Linked DNA regions of Mus musculus: region 2 is linked to region 1. The links are chromatin contacts, called in public HiChIP or PLAC-seq maps. All regions are on one chromosome and are shown on one strand. Each heading gives the region's core, a stretch centred on a gene start, on an enhancer-like site or on the middle of the called end of the contact. The rest is flanking DNA. Distances are from core to core; before and after follow the strand shown.

Evidence for each region. HiChIP or PLAC-seq counts read pairs in DNA pulled down with a chosen protein or histone mark.
Region 2: a contact with region 1 is called in an H3K4me3 HiChIP or PLAC-seq map of the SCID.adh cell line, with 6 times the contacts expected there. The contact joins two enhancer-like sites. A contact is called at or near these places in 1 of 15 datasets of contacts at CTCF or cohesin (the G1E-ER4 cell line), 5 of 484 Hi-C or Micro-C datasets (the G1E-ER4 cell line, bone marrow-derived macrophages, erythroblasts and 1 more) and 18 of 115 datasets of contacts at active chromatin or transcription factors (the HPC-7 cell line, the SCID.adh cell line, T-cell acute lymphoblastic leukemia and 13 more).

The regions. Positions count from the first base shown.
Region 1 is chr9:48,647,184-48,651,048 of GRCm38.p6, reverse strand. No RefSeq gene overlaps it. Among named protein-coding and RNA genes, the nearest start is that of Gm32280, 21 kb to the left of the region's middle. Within about 2 kb of position 1,763, at least 101 of the 459 cell types and tissues checked have an H3K27ac peak or open chromatin away from gene starts, as enhancers often do. A contact at or near this core is called in the G1E-ER4 cell line, the SCID.adh cell line and fetal liver, where this site is marked.
Region 2 is chr9:48,812,742-48,816,629 of GRCm38.p6, reverse strand. The region is part of intron 2 of Zbtb16 (zinc finger and BTB domain containing 16); the gene reads left to right. Among named protein-coding and RNA genes, the nearest start is that of Zbtb16, 22 kb to the left of the region's middle. Within about 2 kb of position 1,844, at least 55 of the 459 cell types and tissues checked have an H3K27ac peak or open chromatin away from gene starts, as enhancers often do. A contact at or near this core is called in the G1E-ER4 cell line, the SCID.adh cell line and fetal liver, where this site is marked.

The DNA.
Region 1 (3,865 bases), core at 514-3,013:
CAGGCTGGGAATCGAGCCTGGGACCTCAGCAAGAGCAAGAAGTACTCTGAGCCATCTCTCCATCCCAGAATACAAAGGGAGTCCATTCTCTCTGTTTACCTTTGAGTCCTGAGAACCCAAGTCTGGCTGTCAGGCTTGGCAGCAGGTACCATTTCTCACTGAGCCATCTCATCAACCCAACACCCTTGCTTTGGGGTGTGGGTTGAGAAGCAGTGTTAAATGTATGAATGTCGTTTGACCTTGGAACAATGCACTAAGTGACAGTTTCATTCAGAAAAACTCTTGGCTTGAGTGATAGTTTCTGCACTGGGAATTCAGGAAGCAGCACTCCCGAAGCTGCCACGTTTTTTTCAAAGTGTGTGGTGACCACTCAGTCTCATGCAGTCAGTATGCGGGGGTCTAACCCTGACCAGATCAGATGCCAAAGGATGCCTGCTTTTCCCAGGCTTGAGGTACGATAGCCCTCTGTCTTCTTCACGGGGAAGCAAGCTTCGGAGTTGTCTCAACACAGAGCTTTCACCAGAAGGTTCTGTGGCAGTCATGACCTGTTGCATAGCTAGAGGTTTTCACTCAGTGGTATAGCACCTGCCTGACCTACAACGCCTGAGGCTCCATCTGGTCCCCGGCTGCAGGGGAGAGCACCACCTGGCTCATCTTCAGCACTAACTGCAGCTCTGCTCAGGCCCTGGATGCACAGCCTGATAACATCTCTGCCTTTCTTCTCCAGCGTCATGTCTTCCCACTAGACCCAAGTCACGGCCTCCATAGTGGGTCACTAACAGCGCTAAAACAGTGTAGCCTGAGTTCCTGCACTTCCACTGACACACGTGTGTGTGCATGCGTGTGTGTGTGTGTGTGTGTGTGTGTGTGTGTGTGTGTGTGTGTGTGTGTGTTTCCAGTTTTTATTCTCCAGGTCCTGGGTCTGTTGGCCTTCGGGTTGTTGAGCTGAGAGACTCTGAAGTCACACTAACCCTAACAACCCTCCCAGGAAGAGGCCCAGCCCATGGCAGGAAGCCTTCCATTCTTCCGAGCCCTAGGTCCTCTGTTGGTCCTCCTTTCCCGTCTCTTTCTCCTCATCTTGCACCCAGGTTTGCATCTCTCTTTGTCACTCCTCCGTTTTCTCCCCCATTACTCACTCTCATTTCTGGGATATTTCTTTTGCCCTGTACCTCACTACCACGTCACGTGTCCCTGCTTCTTAAAAACAAAAACAAAAACAAAAACAGTCCTTGGCCAAAGATGTATACGTTTTGATTGGGATCTGCTCCCCTCAAGCCTTGCCCCTCAAGCCAGCCCCCGCCCCGCCCTCTCTGCACTCCGTCCCTCCCCCTCTGCACCCCACCCCTTCCTCAGGCCTCAGCTTTCTCTTGACAGATGGGAGGGCAGTGGGCACTCCCTCTTTAAAACAACATTTAATCGCCGTTTTCTGTTCTTGGACATCAAAGCTGGGGCTTAGGCACTGCACTGGGGTCCCGGCGGCGCGGGCTCTTGGGGAGAGGAGGTGAGTGAATAGGAGCTGGCTGAATGGGCTTTGTGTGACCGCCGGGGTCTGCCTGCTTTACATGCTCTTTGACCCAGATATGATCTCATGGAGAGAAAGGGGCCCCGGCCAGGCCAGCCTGAGAACGCTCCTCCGAGGCCTGCTGCAGCCCCTCCTCCCTCCCTGGGCAGCGGGCCGCAGCTGCCCTCTGCCCCAGCCCGCAGCATGGGGAACTGCCTCTAGGGCAGGCCCCGCCAGGGGTGGGGGTGGGGCGGGGCACGAGGCTGAGGTCAGAAGAGGGGACAGGCAGCTGGACTGGAAAGATAGAGTCCAGGTTGGGTGGATGGGGATCATCCCACTTGTGCTCTTGGCTTGGTTGGCTGGGAGCCTCCTCTACTCACTACTTCCCTGCGGTCCCTTCCTGTCCAGTGCTCTCTGTCACTACTGCCGAGGTTCTGGTACACCCTTGATTGGCTCTCTTTTTAGTGGCTCTGGATGTCACTCAGGGAGCAGAGTTGAAGCCCAGAATTAACAGAAGTCTGCACAAGACCCACAAGAGTGTAGCTGATCAAACAAAGAAGAGTGAATCTAAGGACTGCTCCATCCTGCCAGCACCTCCTCTCCCTCCACCCACAGCCACAGTGCCTTCCGCCTAGCTGCCAGCAGAGTCCCTCTCGCCCCAGCATCCATCCATCCTTTACTCTTCCATCCTGCAGAGAATATATCCCCCCACCGCTCCCCCTCTACAGACAACTTATCACGTTTTTGAAAACTCCTTAATCACTCCTAGGATAGGTCCAAACTCCCCATGGGACCTCAATGGTAGTCCCTGCTTGACACCCCAATCTGTTCTTTAGATCCACCCCTACCTTGCTAGAGTCAATTTGATCACCAGGATGGTTTTAGAGACTTAGGGTCCTGTGCTCTGCGGCCTGTGTCACCCTGTTTCACCAGCTGAACAGAGCACAACGCAAGCTTCCTGGTCCTCTCAGCTTTCCCCGGGGTCTTGCTTCATCTCAAATGCTACCTTTCTCAGGAGACCTTCCCTAGATGCCTGAGACTGTATCGGGTGCCCTGCTATGCAGACCCTGCAACCCGCCATTTGTCACAGTGCATTACTGTCATCTAAGCTCTCCGGTGTTCCCTTCACCAGACATCGAGTTCCTTGAGGTTAGGAACCGTGTGTTCTATATCTTGGTGTTCCTAGAGCCTAACATTGCACTTGGCAGGTGCCCAATAAATCTTTGCTGAATACATGGAAGGAAAATAGAGGGAAGAAGAGAGGCAATTCGCTCACTGAAACTGAGGATGCAGTCGCCAAGGGTGAGGAAATGGAGCTAAATAGGAAGACGCCCCTCACATGCCCACCTAGGCATCTCCCCATGACATCAAGAACTGGTATCCATGCTGCAGGTAGAGTAGCTCAGTGTGGGCTCTTGCGCCTGTATTTGTTCCTAAGGTCACCTTAAAGGAAGAAGGCGTGACAGGCTCAGGACAGTGGCATTTTATAGCTGGGGACTACCTGGCTTGGTCCAGTCTAGGGTGAGCTGTTTCCACACAGACCGGAAGGCTTTGCCCCACCGGGAGGCCCTAGCTCTCTCTGTGCTCCCAGACCCAGAGCTACAGCTCTTTGGCCACTCCTTACCCGGAGTGCTGGCGGACTGACTCCCCTAGGCTGCTTTCTTTGCACCCCAGGGGTGCCTCAGTGAAAGTGAACTCTCTCATTTAAACCTGACTCTGCAGCCCTGCGGCCCCCTGCAGAGCTAATTACCCTGTAGTTCCAAACTGATTGCTGTACACTCAGCTTAAGCCCTCCTTTATTTATTTACTGACTACATTAATAGCAAAGCCCAGTGGCTTTCAGCTGCTCCTTGTTACACACCTCTGGCTGTTCTCTGTTGCCCAGCTTCTCTCAGCCTGACATAGAGCCCCCCGAACTTACCACCCTAACTGAATTCCCTGGACAAGATAATAGCGAGAGAACACGGTTTTGTCCACACCGTAGTCCTGCCACGCTGGGCTCCTTCTGTCTGACTCTTGGGCAGTGGGAGAGACAACAGCCAGAGCTCACCAGCTGGAGGGGTGAGTGGAGGGAAGGTGGGACGCCTTTCATCTACAGGACATGAAATGAATCTGCTTCCGTTCAGCACCACAGCTCTTGTGGAGAAGTACTGGCTATTGGCTCCTCTTTACAGGGGAGTAAACAGAGGCTGTGACACACACACACACACACACACACACACACACACACACACACACACACACACACACGGTCCTGTTAAGGGAAGAGCCTCCTCTCCATCCTGTCATCCAGGGTTGACAGTTTTGTTCTGTCGCCTGTTCTCACAGCACCCGCCCCTTGTCACCAGGAAGGAATCCCTCCAT
Region 2 (3,888 bases), core at 595-3,094, 170 kb before region 1:
ACTTGGGTCTTGCCCTAGAGCTTAGAATTTGAGCAGAGTTAAAAAGTATTTGGAGACGATGGTTGGTGGCGGCACACGCCTTTAATACCAACACTCGAGGCAGAGGCAGGTGGATCTCTGTGAGTTTGAGCCTGATCTACAGAGCGAGTTCCAGGACAGCCAGGGTGACCCAGAGAAACCCTGTCTCGAAAAACCAAAAATAAAAGTACTTAGAGAGTATGTGTTGGCGTCTGCAATGGAGTGGAAGGTAACGGAAGGACCACACAGGAGAGCCATGTATAGCTAGATGAGTCAGCTTCCCTTCGCACTGGAGATGCTTTAGTCAAAATGCACTGAGTTCATTTGTAATTATCACTGAGGTGGACCTTGCAACAAAGTCCCGTGGGGTCTTGCTTATGGTGAGAAACATTTCACCCGGTAACCCTACCCAGTAACTGTGGTATGGTAAAAGAGAGGCAGTCCCAGAATTCTGGAGAGAGTGGCAGTTGAGTGGGTTGTTGAAGGACAAGTTGAATTCAGGGTATGGTGGCTCACACCTGTAATCCCAGCATTTGGGAGTTAAGGTGGGAGGAGACCTGAGCTACTGAGTCTAACTCTGTCTCAACTACCTCTTCAAACCCCAAAGTAGGATGTGTTTTTTGTTTGTTTGTTTGTTTGTTTGTTTTGTCCAGAGACATGGTTTCTCTGTGTAGCCCTGGATGTCAGTCCTGGAACTCACTCTGTAGACCAGGTTGTCCTTGAACTCTGCCTGCCTCTGCCTCCCGATTGTTGGGTTAAAGGCTTGTACTGTCACATTTGGCATCCCAAAGTAGGATTTAAAGATGAAAAGTGGGAATATGTGGTCAGACCCAGGAGACAGTAGAAAAATCTCTCATCTGCCAGGGCCCAGGGTCATCATCCATGTTGGGGTGTGTGTTTGTGGGTTGGTATTCCTTGGGGCTGCCCTAAATGTTGGACCAGGCCTAAAGAAGGCAGAGAATGAAGAGGGTATCAGAGGAAACCCCCTGGACACTCAGTAAACCCAGGTTCAAAATCTGACCCTTGTAGATACTAAATCCAAAAGTGTCAGTGGAGAATTCTGAGGATTTCAGCTTATGTCTTTTTTTGTTTGTTTGTTTTGTTTTGTTTTGTTTTGTTTTGTTTTGTTTTGTTTTGTTTTCGAGACAGGGTTTCTCTGTATAGCCCTGGCTGTCCTGGAACTCACTTTGTACACCAGGCTGGCCTCGAACCCAGAAATCCGCCTGCCTCTGCCTCCTGAGTGCTGGGATTAAAGGCGTGTGCCACCATGCCCGGCTCAGTTTATGTCCTTAACTTCAACACACAGCGCAGGGAGCAGTGTAATTGATCAGCAAATGTAACGGTTGCTCAGTTTGGGCTATATCCTGGGATGACTGGGACCTTGGGAGGTGTTCTGAGAAGGACCCTGGCTAGAAGAGCCCATACTGATTGTCACCTCCACCGGGTATGCCTTTTACTGTCCCCAGCTTTCCCCCTATCTTTTAGAGTTGGCCTGAGAAGGAGTTTTGAGGGTAACTAATGGTCCCTAAAGAGAGTTCCTCTCCTATCTGACACTCCACCAGTGAAAGACGAAATAACCCTACACCACCTCATCTCTGAAGGCAGAGAGCCAAGGAGCTCTGAGAAAGAGGGGCTTCAGCCTGCAGGATCAGAGAAATGACACTGTGACGCGGGTCCCAGACTGCTACCGATCTTCTTTTTTAGTAGCAATGTGATGGCCCAAAGTTAGACTAACGGTCAAGCCTTGCTTCTCGCCTACACTGACAGTGGGGCAGAGCTGGAGGCTATCTGTCACAGCCCGTTCCGGGCTGTGGTTGTCACACCATGCAATGTCTGCAAACCGACAGTGGCCAGGGGAGATAAGGGCCCCCGTTGTGTAATGAGAGCCGTGGGCTGTTTGCCCGATGGATCTGGCCCCTGGGTAACTGCTAACCTCAACGGAGGGGCGGCTGGCTTGGCAGCGCCCAGGCCCCCTTGCCGACTTGCGGGGGCCTTTTTGTGGTTGGATAAAGGAAGCTCATATAGACTGCCTGCAGCGTGGAGGCCTGGCCCACAGGGCTGGCAAGGTTCTCTTCTTTGTCTTTTTTGATGTTGATGGTTGATGGAGAGAGGGAGAGAAAGAGAGAGAGAGAGAAAGAGAGAGAGAGAGAGAGAGAGAGAGAGAGAGAGAGAGAGAGAGAGAGAGAGAGAGCGCAGAGAGCGCACACGCACGTGTATGAGCACCCAAAAGGGGGGGACACAGTTTGTCTGGGCATCTCCCATTTCATTTTAGCATAAAATAAAATGAATGTTGCAAGCTGAAAGTCCTCTGGGCCCTGGGTCCTTGTAACTCAGGAGCTTTGACTGGGAAGGAAGCATGGCTGAAGTTTCTAGAAGCCAGCAGATGCTTGCAGGAGCAGCAGAGGGGGCTGTGTTGCTGTTCCCTCCCTCCCTTCATCCCTGGATGCATTGGTGGACTCCAGCATGTGTCCTTTGCCTTTATAGGAGAGCCAGAGCCAGACCCTCGGCTTCTTCTGTGTTCAGTTTCATCAGCTGGCCACTGGCTGAACCTGACTGAGGTGGTCACCTTTTTGTCAGTTTGTCACCTGCTCCATGTCCCCCATCAGAGAGGCTTTGTGGGTCTCTAAGCACCTTGCTCTATTTCCAGGGTTCTTGATGCTCCCTAGCAATGCTTCCAGGGAAGGGGCCGCAGAGACCAGGCTGAAGCCCCTGGCTGTATTCTGTATTTGTGTCTTTCCTATCCGGGCCATGGTTTCCCTTAAACCATGATTTCAACTCCCGTTGTTATTCTCACAACCCTCTTGTGAGTGTCTGAATTTGTAAAACTTTTACATCCCTGCTCTCCTGCTCTGATCACATCGGGGTGGTTATATTCCGTGGCCTAACCACATGGATTTGCCCAGTTTAGAAGTGAACCAGGTTCTCACCTTCATTGTTTAACACATTAGGCTTGCATTAATAATGCTCTCCTCTGAGCGTCTCTTTCCTGTTATTTGTACTGTGTGCGCTTGGTTATTTCCGAGCTGTCTGATTGATCCCCAAGGTGGAGGTGATATTTTTTTTTCTCCCAGAAAGGGTAGGTATGTTCTGTTTGTTCCCATTAGCGTGAATGGAAGGTCCTTTTCGTTGGAGGTTGCTTTGTGTCCATCATAGGGTTCTGGCTCAGGGATGGGCAGGGACAGGAGAGTGGCGATTTAAAGGATCCAGAGGCAGTGACTCCTATTGATTTTAGCTTATCTGACCCTTTAGCTTGAGGCTGCCCTTCCCTCAAAGTGTACAGGCTGGCTGTGAGTTAGAGCGACTGAGAAATGTAACGTATGCCATCCCTTTTCCTTGCATTAATTAGGGCTGAGAAATCCATTATTTAGAGGGATCTCAGGACCTGGAAGAAGGCTCTAGAGCTTGCTATAAAGATCTGGGGCCAGCTGGAAGATTCCCGGGTAGCAGTTAGACAGAGGAGGTAATGCTGGGAAGGAGAAGGGACAGGTGCCATGTGGGCAGGCAGGCAGACAGACAGACCCTGGCTCTTCCCCTGTATAGGGGAACCAGGCTCTCACCTTTACTGTCTCCCTGATTTCATTTCAAATATTCATCAAGATCTGCCCACGGCCAGCTATGGTGGTGCACACCTTTAATGCCAGCATTCAGGAGACAGAGGCAGGTGGATCACTATAAGTTCCAGGACAGCCTGGTCTACGTAGTGAGTTCCAGGCCACCCAGTGCTCCACAGTGAGACTCTGTCTCAAAAACCAATCAACCAAACAACCAACTAACCAAACAAACAAACAAAAAAACCAAACAAGTGTCCACTCAGGGATGGCAACTGTTTGGAGAATCACCAGGAGAGGGCGGACATAGCCGTGGCTATTC